2 separate regions of the Mus musculus genome follow, and region 1 is linked to region 2. Evidence: chromatin contacts called from public HiChIP or PLAC-seq data. All regions are on one chromosome and are shown on one strand. Each heading gives the region's core, a stretch centred on a gene start, on an enhancer-like site or on the middle of the called end of the contact. The rest is flanking DNA. Distances are from core to core; before and after follow the strand shown. Region 1 overlaps Fggy (FGGY carbohydrate kinase domain containing). Region 2 has its middle 96 kb from the start of Gm32240.

The links. HiChIP or PLAC-seq counts read pairs in DNA pulled down with a chosen protein or histone mark.
Region 1: an H3K4me3 HiChIP or PLAC-seq map of the 230-238 cell line shows a contact between it and region 2, with 15 read pairs. The contact joins two enhancer-like sites. A contact is called at or near these places in 4 of 484 Hi-C or Micro-C datasets (the HPC-7 cell line, LSK cells, bone marrow-derived macrophages and 1 more), 5 of 115 datasets of contacts at active chromatin or transcription factors (the 230-238 cell line, DN3 thymocytes, acute myeloid leukemia and 2 more) and 4 of 9 other capture datasets (embryonic stem cells, embryonic tail, embryonic trunk and 1 more).

What each region holds. Positions count from the first base shown.
Region 1 is chr4:95,842,463-95,848,932 of GRCm38.p6, reverse strand. It overlaps Fggy (FGGY carbohydrate kinase domain containing), which reads right to left. Exons shown (of 16, transcript NM_001113412.1): 13 at 4,740-4,860. Among named protein-coding and RNA genes, the nearest start is that of Hook1, 120 kb to the left of the region's middle. Within about 2 kb of position 2,887, at least 111 of the 459 cell types and tissues checked have an H3K27ac peak or open chromatin away from gene starts, as enhancers often do. A contact at or near this core is called in the 230-238 cell line, DN3 thymocytes and bone marrow-derived macrophages, where this site is marked.
Region 2 is chr4:95,300,390-95,307,664 of GRCm38.p6, reverse strand. No RefSeq gene overlaps it. Among named protein-coding and RNA genes, the nearest start is that of Gm32240, 96 kb to the right of the region's middle. Within about 2 kb of position 4,149, at least 135 of the 459 cell types and tissues checked have an H3K27ac peak or open chromatin away from gene starts, as enhancers often do. A contact at or near this core is called in the 230-238 cell line, DN3 thymocytes and bone marrow-derived macrophages, where this site is marked.

The DNA of each region.
Region 1 (6,470 bases), core at 1,638-4,137, 540 kb before region 2:
ACTTAGTCCTGCACCTTGCCCTGCAACTGACATTACATGAGGCTAGGGGCTCCATTCTGTCTACCACCATGTCTCTGACACTTAGAGCAGGGTCCAAGCCATCAATTAACTGGTGAGAGAATGAGTCTCTGAGCCAGCGGTTGACAGTAACATGGGACTGAAACAGTCATGTGACTGAAATGTCATGCGAAGGTAAGTAGGTATCCACCAGGCGCAAAGAATCCGCCTACATGACAAGTGCCAAGGTTGAAGATCCATGTGGATTTCACAGGCAGTTCTGGTTCCTTACGTGATTTACACCTCTGCTTCTTCACTCAGTTCACAGTGTGATCCTAAGTTAGGATCTCCACCCCTCTGTACCTCAGTTTCCTGATCTGAAGGATGGGGATAAAATTCCACCTACTTTCACAGGATGACATGATTTTCTAATCAATAGATGACGGGAAATGCCACAGAGGAAAGGTCTGCAGCAGAAAGGCTTCCTTTAGACAAAGGCTACAGCCCTCTTCTTGCCTCTCTAGGGAAGCCCACTTAGTATCTTACCTATCTCCTCCAGTTCAGGTCAGCTCTAGCCATCCCCCTACACAGACAGTTGGTAAACAGAATCCTTCTGACATCTTAGAGGACTTGAAGAATTATAACAGAACCTGCTTCTCACTGTGCTACTAAGCCACCAGGAAAAGTGACAGATCTGAGAGAGGCTCAGGCCTGGCTTCCTCCCTGCTTTCTTTCTTTTGGAGTCCTTCCCCATCTCTTTAATGCCTTCAGCCCTGGTAACCTCCGGGCCAGTGGATGACACAGTGGACATGAAACTTAAATAAACATTTGAAGATAGGGATCCTACTTGGAAAGTTCTACAGATGAAATGGTTCCTTTAGACAAAGGCCACAGTTCCCTTCCCTCCTCTTCTAAGGAGGCTCATTTGCTAACTTACCTAGCTCCTCCAGGTCAGGTCAGCTCCCACCCCCTTACAGACAGCCAGGAAACAGAAATCAAATAGGGACCAGGCTCACTGCACAGGTGCACTGTGTGGGCTGGTGACAGCGCACTCAGGTGGAGCTCCCATGTTTGCATTCTGTGTGAAGCCCTGGGGACATGGTGGCTGTTACTGTTAGACTCAACATGGCCAAGAACAAAGGCTCTGTATGGATGTCATGGGAGCTGGAGAGCAGAGCTTCGAGGAAGGAAAAAGACAGATACCAGGCCACAAAGAAAGGTACTGGTGGCTCAGCCAGAAATCATACTACACGCTGTGTAAATCTGTTACCACTCAGGCCTCCTATTGATAGAGAACTGGGTTTTTTTGTTTGTTTGTTTTGTTTTGTTTTGTTTTAAGACACTCTTCCAAACATTGTTCATCTTCAGCTCTTCACAATAGACCCACAACTTCACAATTTCTGAGTAGGAAGGAATGAGTCCTAGGCTGCTCCCTTAGACAGTAGAGGCCAGGGGAACCCCCTAGTAGCTCCTCATTAGCTCTCACTCTTGAATTGGCTTGCCAGAGTTTGAATTCTGGCTTCCTTGCTGACACAGCTGTGCAATATTAGACAGGTTGTTTAACCATTTCTTACCTCTGTTTTCTCATTTGCAAAGTGCCCTCTGGTTAAAACTGAACTAAGCTCCTATCTTGGGCTGGGTCCCTCCAGTTCCTCATCCCTAAGCCTAGGGAATAGAAATAGGTTAGCAGCTATGGGGGTCTTCCTGGCTGCCTAGGTTTTCCTTACCTCTGTAAATAAACCCTTTATTCAAGTTGGCCAAGTTTAAGTAAGCTTACCTTTCCTGCCTGGCCTGTCACCTCTGATCTCCGGGTCTCTATTATATTCTTCTGCACACTGGTCAGAAGACAATGGAAACTTTGCTGTTTGGTAATGGACTTCTTGGAGACATCTTGTTCTTTGTATCCTCAAGCCAAGTACTTGACAGCCTGTGTACCCAGGGGGTGCTTGTGAGTGTTGGCGGGAGGAGGGGTGTTGGGGGGTAAAGAACTAAAAGTCAGAATAGTGAGACAGGAAGAAGGAAACCCTAGAGAAACTGCCAGCCCTAAAAAAGCACAATTTACAAGACTGAACATTTAGTCCCAAGTCTGCAGGACGGTTACAGTTACTTGGTACACGCATGCAGACTGTTTTTGGAAATCACAGTTAAGTCCATGGCCAGGGTACAGGAAGTGCCTCTGGTGCCCAAGTCATTTCCCAAGGTGGTACAGCCCATATTTCCTGCCTTAATAAAGCCTGCTTTTCCTAACCTGGCCAAAATTGCTTATAAAATCTTAAACTCTTTTTCTCCACCATGCCTTCTCCTTTTGGGGCATAGGGCTGCCTGGAGGGAGGAAGTGAAGCAACAGGCTAGGATCACTCCCTATGAGCTCCAAGAACCTAGAACTCAATTCCCCAGAGTGGTCTACATGAGGTAGACAACAACGTTGTGGTTTTTTTCAGAAGAGGGACCCCAGGCTCTCACAAGTAAAGTGACTTCCTCTACGTCAGACAGCTGGCCTGCTGATCTTTCCACTACTCGGCTCTGCAATTTTTCATGCGGATGTCTGAGGATTTCATACTATGCTGTGTTTTGCTCTACATTGTTCTGGACAGGGAAAGCAGCGCAATTGTAGTGCTTAAAGGTACCAGGGCCTCACCTTTCCCCAGGCTTCTTTACAGAACAGACTCAAGTGCATTCCTTTCTCTGAGCCCTGGGTAAAGGCAGGAAGAGGGAGGCTTTGCCTGGAATGTCAGCTATTTTATCGGATGCATTAATGAGTTTAGCAGAAGCCAAAGCATTTGAAGGCAGATGCACTGTGCCATCCTTTGTCAGTCATGAGTAGAGGAATTTCAGGCCAAGAAAAGGTCTCTTTGTCCACAACTGTAACTAGCCAGTAGTTAGAGACAAAGGGTCCAATTTCTGCCTGAACCCAAACAGCCACTAACAGCCTTCCATTCAGCAGCCCAGAGAACAACAGTTCCCAATGCAGAGCTTGCAGCAAAGTGGCATTCCCTGGCTTTTTTGACGCTCAGGGACACATGACTAGAGGATGGCCCATTTTCACAAAACCCTGAGCTGTCGTGCCTGCCCAGGCTGTTCCCAGGTCACCTCTGGCTACCCTGCTCAAGGGTCCTCTTTTCCCCATTCCCTGTACTGAAGCTGGCTTTTAACCTGCTTCCATCCAGGTGGGATGTGGCTTTGGGTAACTAAAAGCTAAGAAGTGGGGAATCACAGAGCAGACTTCAGGCCTGTGTCTTAGCTGAGCCATCCAGCTGATCTTACTTTCATTTCTGTCTACTCCACTCTTTGTGGTCCACTTCTGCAGGTTTACAAACCTTGGAACAGGGCTGGCATCATCGGAGAGCAATAAAGGAAAGGTCCAGAAACCTGGCTCAATGGCCCAATCCCAATCCCAATATTATGTGGCTGCCTGATTTAGGGAAGCCAATTGAATGTACCTCTCCTGTCCTTCTTCCTTCTTTGTTTGACTACAATGCAGTCTACTTTCTAATTTCAGCAGTTAGGGAGAATTAATGATTGCAGTATGATTCCTACCAACAGACTAGGCACTTGGCTGAGGGGGGCAAAGTCCATGCTTCCCCACATCCTAATCGATCTTTAACACAACATGCTTTTCTAGGTGAGCCCCCAAATTGTGCCTTGGTCTACTTCTCTGTAAGATATGAATAGGTATTCTAGTTAGTTCCTTATTTAGTACCTTATATGCAGGGAATGAGCCTATCACTTGGATAAAGGCCCCGTATCTGCATGGCCTGGAGCAGGAATGATCTCATGAGTCAGTCTGAGCTCAGACACCAACCTACTCGCTATGGAAGAAACACAATGGGTGGGTTCATACGGAATGGAGCCCAGGGTAAGGTGGGCTCATGACAGACATCTATGCCCCCCGCCAACTACCACCACAAGGGGAGCCTTATCCTGTGCTTATACCTGGTGTCTGGGTACCGAGCAATGGGTACAGGAGGGCGCAACAGTCTCCAGGAGACACTTGGGGAGAAGATACTAGAATGTTGAAGGTACTAGCACAGGGAGACTTGAAGCTAGGTCAGGGTTTATTTATACCCCTGCAAGGTGTCCTCCCAGAGAGCTTTTCCTGGAGCTCTGGACTCTTCCCAGATGCCAGTTTGCCACTGTCCCCTACTCCCTATGCCCATCACAAAGATGCTAAACGCATGACTTTACGACCAGAACCCCTTGGGCACTGAGATGGAATCTCAGCATTTGGGTGCCCTTGGAATTACAGGCCCATGCTAGATCTTGTCCACAGCATTTTGGACCTAGGTTCCTTCTTCAGATAGCCTGATCACTTACCCTGTGCTACAAGATCCAAAACTGAGCAAAGTGCACATTATGCTCTTCCCACTCAGGGCTCTTCTCACAGTGTATTTATTATGTCTGTTTCCTTTCTGCCTTTCTGGGGAGTCCATGAGCTTCATGGAGCTCAGGTCATGTTTTATTCATTTGTTTGTCTTCAATATTCCCCACATAATGCTTGGTACTCAAAAAAGATGGGTAAATGCTCCTTGAATTAAGATCTGTCCTTGCCAACTTTGGTGTCTTGTTTAGTAACTGCACATATCTGAGAGTGCTTTTTTCCATCATGAAGACACAGATTGCACCATTACCTCGATAACTTGAGTCACCACAATGGTTCCCTATCCTCAGCCTGCCTTTACCTTTCACCTCTGCTGACAACCCAAGGTTTTCCACCAGCCCTATATCCCTGCCCTGAGGCTTACCAGTAATGTCAGCATGCATTTGCACAAAAAGCGGATTCTTGCTTAGGCCTCCACATAAGAAGAGGGTACTGAGAGAGTGCCCTGCTGCCTCCATTGTTTCAATGATGAAGCGAGTCCCAAACTTAAAGGAGAAAGCAGAAGAAAACATTAGGGTGGCAGTGAAGGCACACCATCAGCAACTCTCATATTTGGCATGTGCTTGGCCCGGCACCGAGCACTCTGCCTTACCCTCCTAGAGATTTGAGGCTCAGGGGTCATGCCTGTGATCACACACTCAAGCTGTGATCGCACAGCTGGCTCACACATAGAATTCTACCTTGTAGAATGACTCCCAACCCCTGCATGCTCCTTTTGCTTCTCTCAGGATTAATATGACAAAGAGTAAAACAGTTGGGCTGTTATCACAGCTCATGTGTTTACTTTTTATATTGTTTTAATTTTGTATGGGATTATAATAAAATTACATCATTTTTCCCTTCAAGCCTCCTGATATACCCCTCCCTATCTTTCAAATTAATAGTCTTTTATTAATTTTTCTTACTTAATGTCTGAAGCATGTGGGTCTTTCCTCATCCACTCTAGCATGTCTATTGGTGTTCATGTTTGGGCAGTCAGTTATGTTGCTGAGATTTTATGCTTGTAGCTTCTGACATTCTTAGGAGACATGGTCTTCCAGCAAACTCTCTGATTCTCTGATTCTTACAACTTTTCCATCCACTCTTCTGCAATGTTCTCAGAGCCTTAAGTATCACTTCTCATTTTAACACAGTACATTCAAATGTACTGTGATGAGAGTCAATTGTGGCTCAGGCCCTCTATGAGGGTCTTCCCATGGGCTCACACGTGGGGTGGTCTCCATTCACTAAATTGGAACTGACAATATTGTCATTAGAAAAGTCACACACACATACACACACACACACACACTCACCAAGAGAGAGAGAAACAGAGAGACAGACAGACAGACAGACAGAGAGAAAGAGAGAGAGAGAGAGAGAGAGAAAGAGCAAAAAATAAAAATAACAACCTTCAGAAACAGAACTATGAAAAGATATAAAGCCTTTGGCTAGCAAAAGACTAAGAAAACTAAAACTGTGTTTTAATTGTGTTCAAATTGTGAGCTGGGGTGATACAGAGGGCACACACTATGGTTGGCTCAGGGCTTTATTCAAGCCTTCTGCTGTAATGTCTGTCATATCTTCTGGAAATGAGTCATCTCCACTCCCAATTTGCTGAGTTTACTACTTATTCAGTATCTTTGCTATGCTTTGTACTACCTTAAAGCCATTAAGGTGAATCTTAATGGGTAATTTGTAGTTTGGGTTTGGCTATTTAAGTAGCTGAAACCATAATTTTGGGGGGATGTTCAAAACTTAGAAGCTCAAAATTCCTAATTTATTTGAGGGTATGGTATTTTTGTTTGTTTGCTTGTTTGTTTTGACACAAGGTTTCTCTGTATAGCTCTGGTGAACCTGGAACTCACTTTGTAGACCAGGCTGGCCTCGAACTCAGAAACCCACCTGCCTCTGCCTCCCAAGTGCTGGGATTAAAGGCGTGCACCACCACCACCCTTCCTGTAGATGGTTGGTTGTGAGCTACCATGTGGTTGCTGGGAATTGAACTCAGGACCTCTGGAAGAGGTTGGTGCTCTTAACCACTGAGACATCTCTCCAGCCCCTGATTTTTTTTTTTAAAGCTAAACTATGATGTAGCATTAAGAAGTCAGTTAGG
Region 2 (7,275 bases), core at 2,900-5,399:
TGACGGTGATTTCTGGAACTTCCAAACAATTTTTATAAAGAGGGGGAGGAAAAAGAGAAGATGTGGAAAAGAAAGAAGGAGAAATAGGAGGGCAGGGGTAAGGAGAAGGGAGTGATGGAGGAGGAGGAGGAAGAAGAGAAGGAAGAGGAGGAGGAGGGGTGGTGGAGGCAGCAACAATTAGTTTATCCTTCCTCAAAGCTCAGAATATTTACACTTACACCCTTTATGGAAAGAACTTGGTGACCTTTTTACTCTGTGCCCTTTTCTGGGTTGGGCTGATGCCTGTTCTGAGGATCAAATAGGAACTGGAAGTGTCTGTGTGGAGTTCAGGGACACTATTTCCCCTTCCCTGGGTTCATTTCACATTAGAGCAATGAGGCTCCGACCTGCCCTAGAGGAAGATTGTGTCATAGACTGCTTTTTTTTTTTTTGTTGTTTTTGTTTTTGTTTTTTCTTCAAGGCACAGCACAGTTCCTTATTCCTTTTTTTAAATTAGATATTTTCTTTATTTACATTTCAAATGCTATCCCGAAAGTTCCCTATACCCTCCCCTGACCCTGATCCCCTACCTACCCACTCTCACTTCTTGGCCCTGGTGTTCCCCTGTACTGGGGCATATAAAGTTTGCAAGACCAAGGGGCCTCTCTTCCCAATGATGGACAACTAGGCCATCTTCTGCTACATATGCAGCTAGAGACACACGCTCTGGGGGGGAACTGGTTAGTTCATATTGTTGTTCCACCTATAGGGTTGCAGACCCCTTCAGCTCCTTGGGTACTTTCTCTTGCTCTTCCATTGCGGGCCTTGTGTTCCATCCTATAGGTGACTGTGAGCATCCACTTCTGTATTTGCCAGGCACTGGCATAGCCTCACAAGAGACAGCTATATCAGGGTCCTTTCAGTAAAATCTTGCTGGCATATGCAATAGTGTCTGGGTTTGGTGGCTGATTATGGGATGAGTTCCCAGGTGGCGTAGTCTCTGGATGGTCCATCCTCTGGTCTTAGCTCCAAACTTTGTCTCTGTAACTCCTTCCATGGGTATTTTTTCCCTATTCTAAGGAAGAATGAAGTATTCACACGTTGGTCTTCCTTCTTGATTTTCTTGTATTTTGTAAATTGTATCTTGGGTATTCTAAGTTTCTGGGCTAATATCCACTTATCAATGAGTGCATATCAAGTGACTTCTTTTGTGATTGGGTTACCTCACTAAGGATGATATCCTCCAGAAACATCCATCTGCCCAAGAATTTCATAAATGCATTCTTTTTAATAGCTGAGTAGTACTCCATTGTGTAAATGTACCACATTTTCTTTATCCATTCCTCTGTTGAGGGGTATCTGGGTTCTTTCCAGCTTCTGGCTATTATAAATAAGGCTGCTATGAACATAATGGAGCATGTGTCCTTATTAGCAGTTGGAACATCTTCTGGGTATATGCCCAAGAGTGGAATTGCTGGGTCTTCAGGTACATCTACCTCTAATTTTCTGAGGAACCGCCAGACTGACTTCCAGAGTGGTTGTATAAGCTTGCAATCCCACCAGCAATGGAGGAGTGTTCCACTTTCTCCACATCCTTGCGAGCTTCTGCTGTCACCTGAATTTTTGATCTTAGCCACTCTGACTGGTGTGAAGTAGAATCTCAAGGTTGTTTATATTTGCATTTCCCTGATGATTAAGGATGTTGAACATTTTTTCAGGTGCTTCTCAGCCCTTCGGTATTCCTCAGTTGAGAATTCTTTGTTTAGTTCTGAGCCCCATTTAGACTGCTTTTTCTATTCTGCCCCCAGTTGCCCTGTCACCTACATTACTGTAAAGAATTAATAAATAATTATGCTTCAACAGATTAGAGAAACATAATCTCCCATATAATTCATCCCTTCTATCGTGGGTTCCGAACACATGACATCTATGTCTTTCAAGCCAAAATTAGGCCCTTGACTTCAGGCCCAGCCTCCTAGCATGTGATATTTTTGATTTCCTCAGAAATAGTTGCAATATCTTTAACTCTCTCCTCCCTTAACCTCCATGGTATTTGTCTTAGTTATAGTTTCTATTGCTGTGATAAAACACCATGACCAAAAAGCAAGCTGGGAAAAAAAAAAGTTTATTTGGCTTACACTTCTGCATTACTGTACATTATCAAATGAAGCCAAGACAGGAACTCAAACAGGGTGGAAACTTGGAGACAGGAGCTGGTGTAGAGGCCATGAATGGGAGCTGCTTTCTAGCTTGCTTTCATGGCTTGCTCAGCCTACTTTCTTATCGAACCCAGGATCACCAGCCCAGGCACAGCACCACCCACAATGGGTTAGAATCTCTCTGATCAGCCACTAATTAAGAAAAAAACCTTAACAGGCTTGCCTATAGCCCCTCTCATGAAAGCATTTCCTTAATTGAAATTTCCTCTTCAGATGACTGACCAGCACAGTATTCAATATTAGCATCCAACCAATCAATACATAAATAAAGGAAGAACCAGCTCTTTTCCCTCCTATTTGTTGCCCTGTACCTTCCTCATCTCTAGGCAGTATCCCTGGCATTGTAAGGATGAACACAGCTCCCTAGTTTCTGACCTCTTTATTTCCCTTCTGTCTTACTTGGTCCTGTATGGTCAGACAGTCTTTGCCCTTTAAGGATTTGTCTCTTTTAAAGTTTTAAGCACCAACCTTCTCTTCCCTAAGAGAAACCCAAGCAGAATGCTCCCCGAGACCCTGTGAACATACTCTCACCTTTAACATTGAGTTTGCCTTGTTGGCTGACCAGTAGTCATCCCAGCTCTATACTTGCCTTGAAAGACAAGTGGGGAACAAGTTTAGGCCTTGTCGCACCTGCAGGTCCAATATGTCTTCATCTTCTTCCAGGAGGATGGATTCTACCTGTTCAAACCTTCATCCTTGTTCCCAAGGGGCTCCCCCATCTCTAGCCCTTTCTTCCTCAAATAAGTCACTACACTATAGTTAGGACAATGAATTGCCCCTCGAGGCAAGTCCCCCTCAGTCATGTTCCTGCTCTACTGTCTTCAGTGGTCCTTGGTGATTTCAGAAGGGTACCCTCTCCCCAGGTTCCTAAGACCCAGATCTTGTTGCTCCTTCTCTCTCCTTCATCATCATTGATTTACTCCATCCCTCTTTGCTATGTCAAATCGATGAGAACACTCGAAGCATTCCTGACAATATGACCACAGATTCTTTCCTCATTGGGATGCCTGCTGCCAACTTCACCTTGCTGAAATCTTCTCTGTAGTCCTTAGGTAGGTGTAGGATATCCTTCAAGGCCCTCTACATCCACATTTTTTTCTGTTCCCTGGTACTCTGGGTCCAGGAAGTTAGACTGGGTCTGTAGTTTCTTGAGTCTTCTGTTTTTGCTCATGAGTTGCTCACATTAGGAAGCAGCTATCACATGCTGGGCTGGGACCCAGGCACTGCAGATCTAGAGGTTAATAAATGATCACTGCTCTCTGTGCCAACCTCTGACTTCAGCACAGGCAATTACACTTGAGCCTCATTAGACATAATGACTATGAGCACAGCACCAATTAGTAGACAAGTCCTAGTTCTGTGAATTAGCTGGGATGTGACTTGGTTATCACTCTGAGCCTCAGTTTCCCAATCTGCAAGTACAAATAAGAGTGGGACCTCGGGCACTTGCTCTGAGTATGCTGAAGTAGTTAGCATGCTGCCCTGACTTGTACTTGACACTCAGTGAGCATCCATTATTCATTTTATTATAGCAGGTTTGTATAAATTAAGTAAATAAATAGATCTATTCTTGAATGAGAACTGACTGAAGGCTCCACTCACTCAGGTCCAGTTGTCTCCCATCCTCTCCCAGCAGCCACAACTATGCTGTTTTTTTCCAAAATTTGGGAGTCCTGGGTCCTGAAGAAGTGACCCTGGCTTTTGCTCCAGTTTCCTTGCTTCAGAATACTGTTCCCAGAGCACCATGACCCACTCTGTGGCTAACACATCTGGGTGCAGGTGGTCCTGGGGTTTGTAAACAAGAGTTGCCAGACTCTAGCCTGAAGTTCCTGGTTTCTCAGAAACTGCCTGGTTTCCTGCTCAGCTGTTGCTTTTTCTGAAAGGCTTCTATAAGCCCCACTGCCCTTCTGGTAAATCTGACTGGCAGGGGTTCCACTTTCGCTTTCGCTGGACACCCCCTGAGGGAGATTTCTCAGCAGTAGGGGCACTTTCCTTTCTCTTTTGGCCCAACCCTGTCTTCCCCCAAGGCTTCAGAGCTTTTAGGATGTACTTAGTTTCACACTGCTGCTCCTCACAGTATCCAGATTTCCAGCTGCCTCAGAGGTTAGTGAGTGTGGTACTGTGGAGTCTGGCCTGTCAGGGGCACGCTTCCCATCCGATGCCTTGGCTCAAACACTGGGGTTATTCCCTGGGTGCTGAGGAACCTGCAGTCAGCCTCCATCTGAAAACACTAAACAGAGGACTTAGAAACACTTCCTACATTGGCAGCAGCCTGCTGTTATAATTGTTCTGTTCTATCTGTAATTGTTCATCTTTTACTGGGCCTAATTTGAAAGCTGAACCTTATTGTGGGTGTGTCTGTGTGGGAAAACCTTGCACACCCATACTTCCATGCTGTCTGTACTTTTAGGCATTGTAGCATCTTAGAACAAGTCCCCTGCGGACTATGGGAGCTTTCTGTATACTATCTGTTCCTCCTATCATCCCCACAAGGTGGACATGATCTCAAGCCAACAAAGGAGACATGGGTTTGGGTGATGAGAAACCTAGAGAGCAAAGGTTTAAAAAGAAAAACCCACACCTTTGACCTTTAGGAACAAAGTTTGTAATGACTGCAGATGGAAGGCCCCCAAGGGAAACTCACCACTGCTATTTCAATTGCCTTGATTTTTAGAAACTACCAGATTACTTGTGCGTATTTGTCTTTCCCCCTGACCACTTTTCCTCAAGAATTGGATAAGTGGTTCAGGTCAACTTGTCCACTTGCCCTAGTACATGGTTTGAGTTGAGGGAGGAGTGATGAGGGTCCAAGAAGCCAAAACAATCCAGAAAGCTGAGAATGGATGGAGGGTAGCTACGGGTACCAGATCATGGAGGGACTTATAGGGCACCGGAGGAGCTGAACTGAATTCTACGTGCAAGAGGAAGCCACTGGAGGCTTCAAAGCAGAACTCTTGCATGATATAAAAAGATAATTCTGCAGTAGAGTGAAAGGCAGCTAGAAAAATCCAACAAAGCTGTGTTGAAAGCTATCTCAGCACCTCAGGACAGATCTGTGGGAGACTTACAGGCCTGCAGTTCTCAGGCTGCAACAGGACTGGGTAGAGCTTTCTGACCCAATTGCTAGGGTTTCCCCATCAGTGGTTCTGGGCAGGGCCTGAGAGTGTGTTTCTACCAAAGTTGGTACTACTGCTCCTCCGGCGCTACTGTCTTAGAAAAGATGAGGCTGGAGAGGATGAGCAGGGCATGACTTATCCCCCAGAAGATCTTCATATAGGTGAAAAGTAGGTGAACAGCAAAAAGAAGTAGTTTGAAAGCAGCAGATGTGTGTCTGTTATCAAATACCCAACCCCCTCCATGCAGGTGGAGGAGATGCCCTAGGAAGCTTGTAGTAGAGGTATTGGTCAGTGGAGTTTCAATGCTTAAATGTCAGGTGACCAGCTAAGGGAGGAACTTGGGGAGAGTAGTAGAAGACAGTATGCAAATCAAAGGGCATGTAGAAAGCAGCAGCATGTTTAAGAGATTGGGGCCAAGAGACCCAAAATGAAGGGTCTGGTGTACATCTGAGAGTTGCTGAAAGCAGCTAAGCACACACTTCAGGGTGCTCCCAAAGTTTCTAAGTCCTTCCGATCACATTTAGAGAATTTCATGGTTAGGTTCATCTTTTAGCTGGGTTATCAGGTTCATCAAAAAGCAGCAGTTGTTTCTTCTTTGCGTGGCTTGAATCTGGGCTGCTGGTAATGCAGGCAGTCATTCTAACCCCAGTCACATGCTAGAGTCAACGGTCATCGCGATCCAGAGCGCCAATGCCTTTCAGGGCTACAAACAGTTCTGAGGATCTGGGTTGTGTGGACAGCATGGTTCTGTGGGCTCCTGGGAGGCAGCATAATGTCATTTCTTCTGTTTTTTTTCAATGCTTATTTGAACTTTGGGTTTAACTGGGTTTCTTATATTTTATCTAGAAATCCACATCTAAGGGCAGGAGCCGAGCTTCCCCTCCGGAATACTCACTGATGTGATTATTGCTTTGTCTACCTGGGGCATAAGATTGACACAGAAAGCTTCATGGAGTCAGTTTCAAAACAGGAATGGCCAGGCCTGACAAATAACCTTGCTAACCTAAGTCTTGCTGCTTAGACCAAGGCAAGAGGATTGCAAGTTCCAGACTTGCTTTGTGAACAGAGTGAATTTCAACTAGCTAGAATACTTTTCTGAAACCCTATTTCAAAACTTAAAAACTTAAAGGAGGGCTAGAAATAAAGCTTTGGTAGCAGATCTTGCTTCACACGCAAATGAGTCTAGGCTCAGTTTCCAGCGTATACCCAAGCATAGTACAGAGTGGCCCAACTCCTCCAACGTCTCCCCAGAGGGAACCTGGAAAATAAGGGCAGGAGCAGAATACCCTGGGATGACAGGGGCAGTCATGCCCTAGGTTCTGTTTCTAAAGCTCTTCAGTGGTCCTCACGCTGGTCCCTGCTCTCATCTCCTATCTTCTGAACTCACTGGAGAAAACTCAAAAAGTGATTACTTGGATCAATACATGTAAACCTCACCTTCCTTCCTGACATCATATAACCTGGGTCTAAGAAGATTGTTGGTTTGTTTTTCCAGGTTACAGGGATCTAGAAGATCACAGAAGATTGTCTGACCTCAACAATATTGTATAAATTACCCCAAACCCTACCCCCCAAAAAAGTTTTGAAATCTAAATATGTGGACAAATTTGTGCTAAAATTTACTTTGTTCTTGACTGGTATTTAAGACAGACCCTTGACTTGTACAAGTTTTGATCACTTCTTCATAGCCTGACCCCCCACCACCTGTGCCCTGTGTCTAGCAGTTTCTCCCAGCAGTATATGTCTGAGCTCCTTGGTAAACTGGCTTCTTGCATGTGTTCAATCTGCTTTGTCTTCCACAGTTAGCAGGATGCCTCAGGTGAGATCACAGTTACATGGGGCATGTCTTGCCTCCTGGGCAGCCCCAGGGACATGTGTTAGATACAACTCAGCATCACAAAGCAGAGGGCTAATAGCCTGCTCTAGCAACATCCACAAGATGATGCTTCCAAAGGCATCCA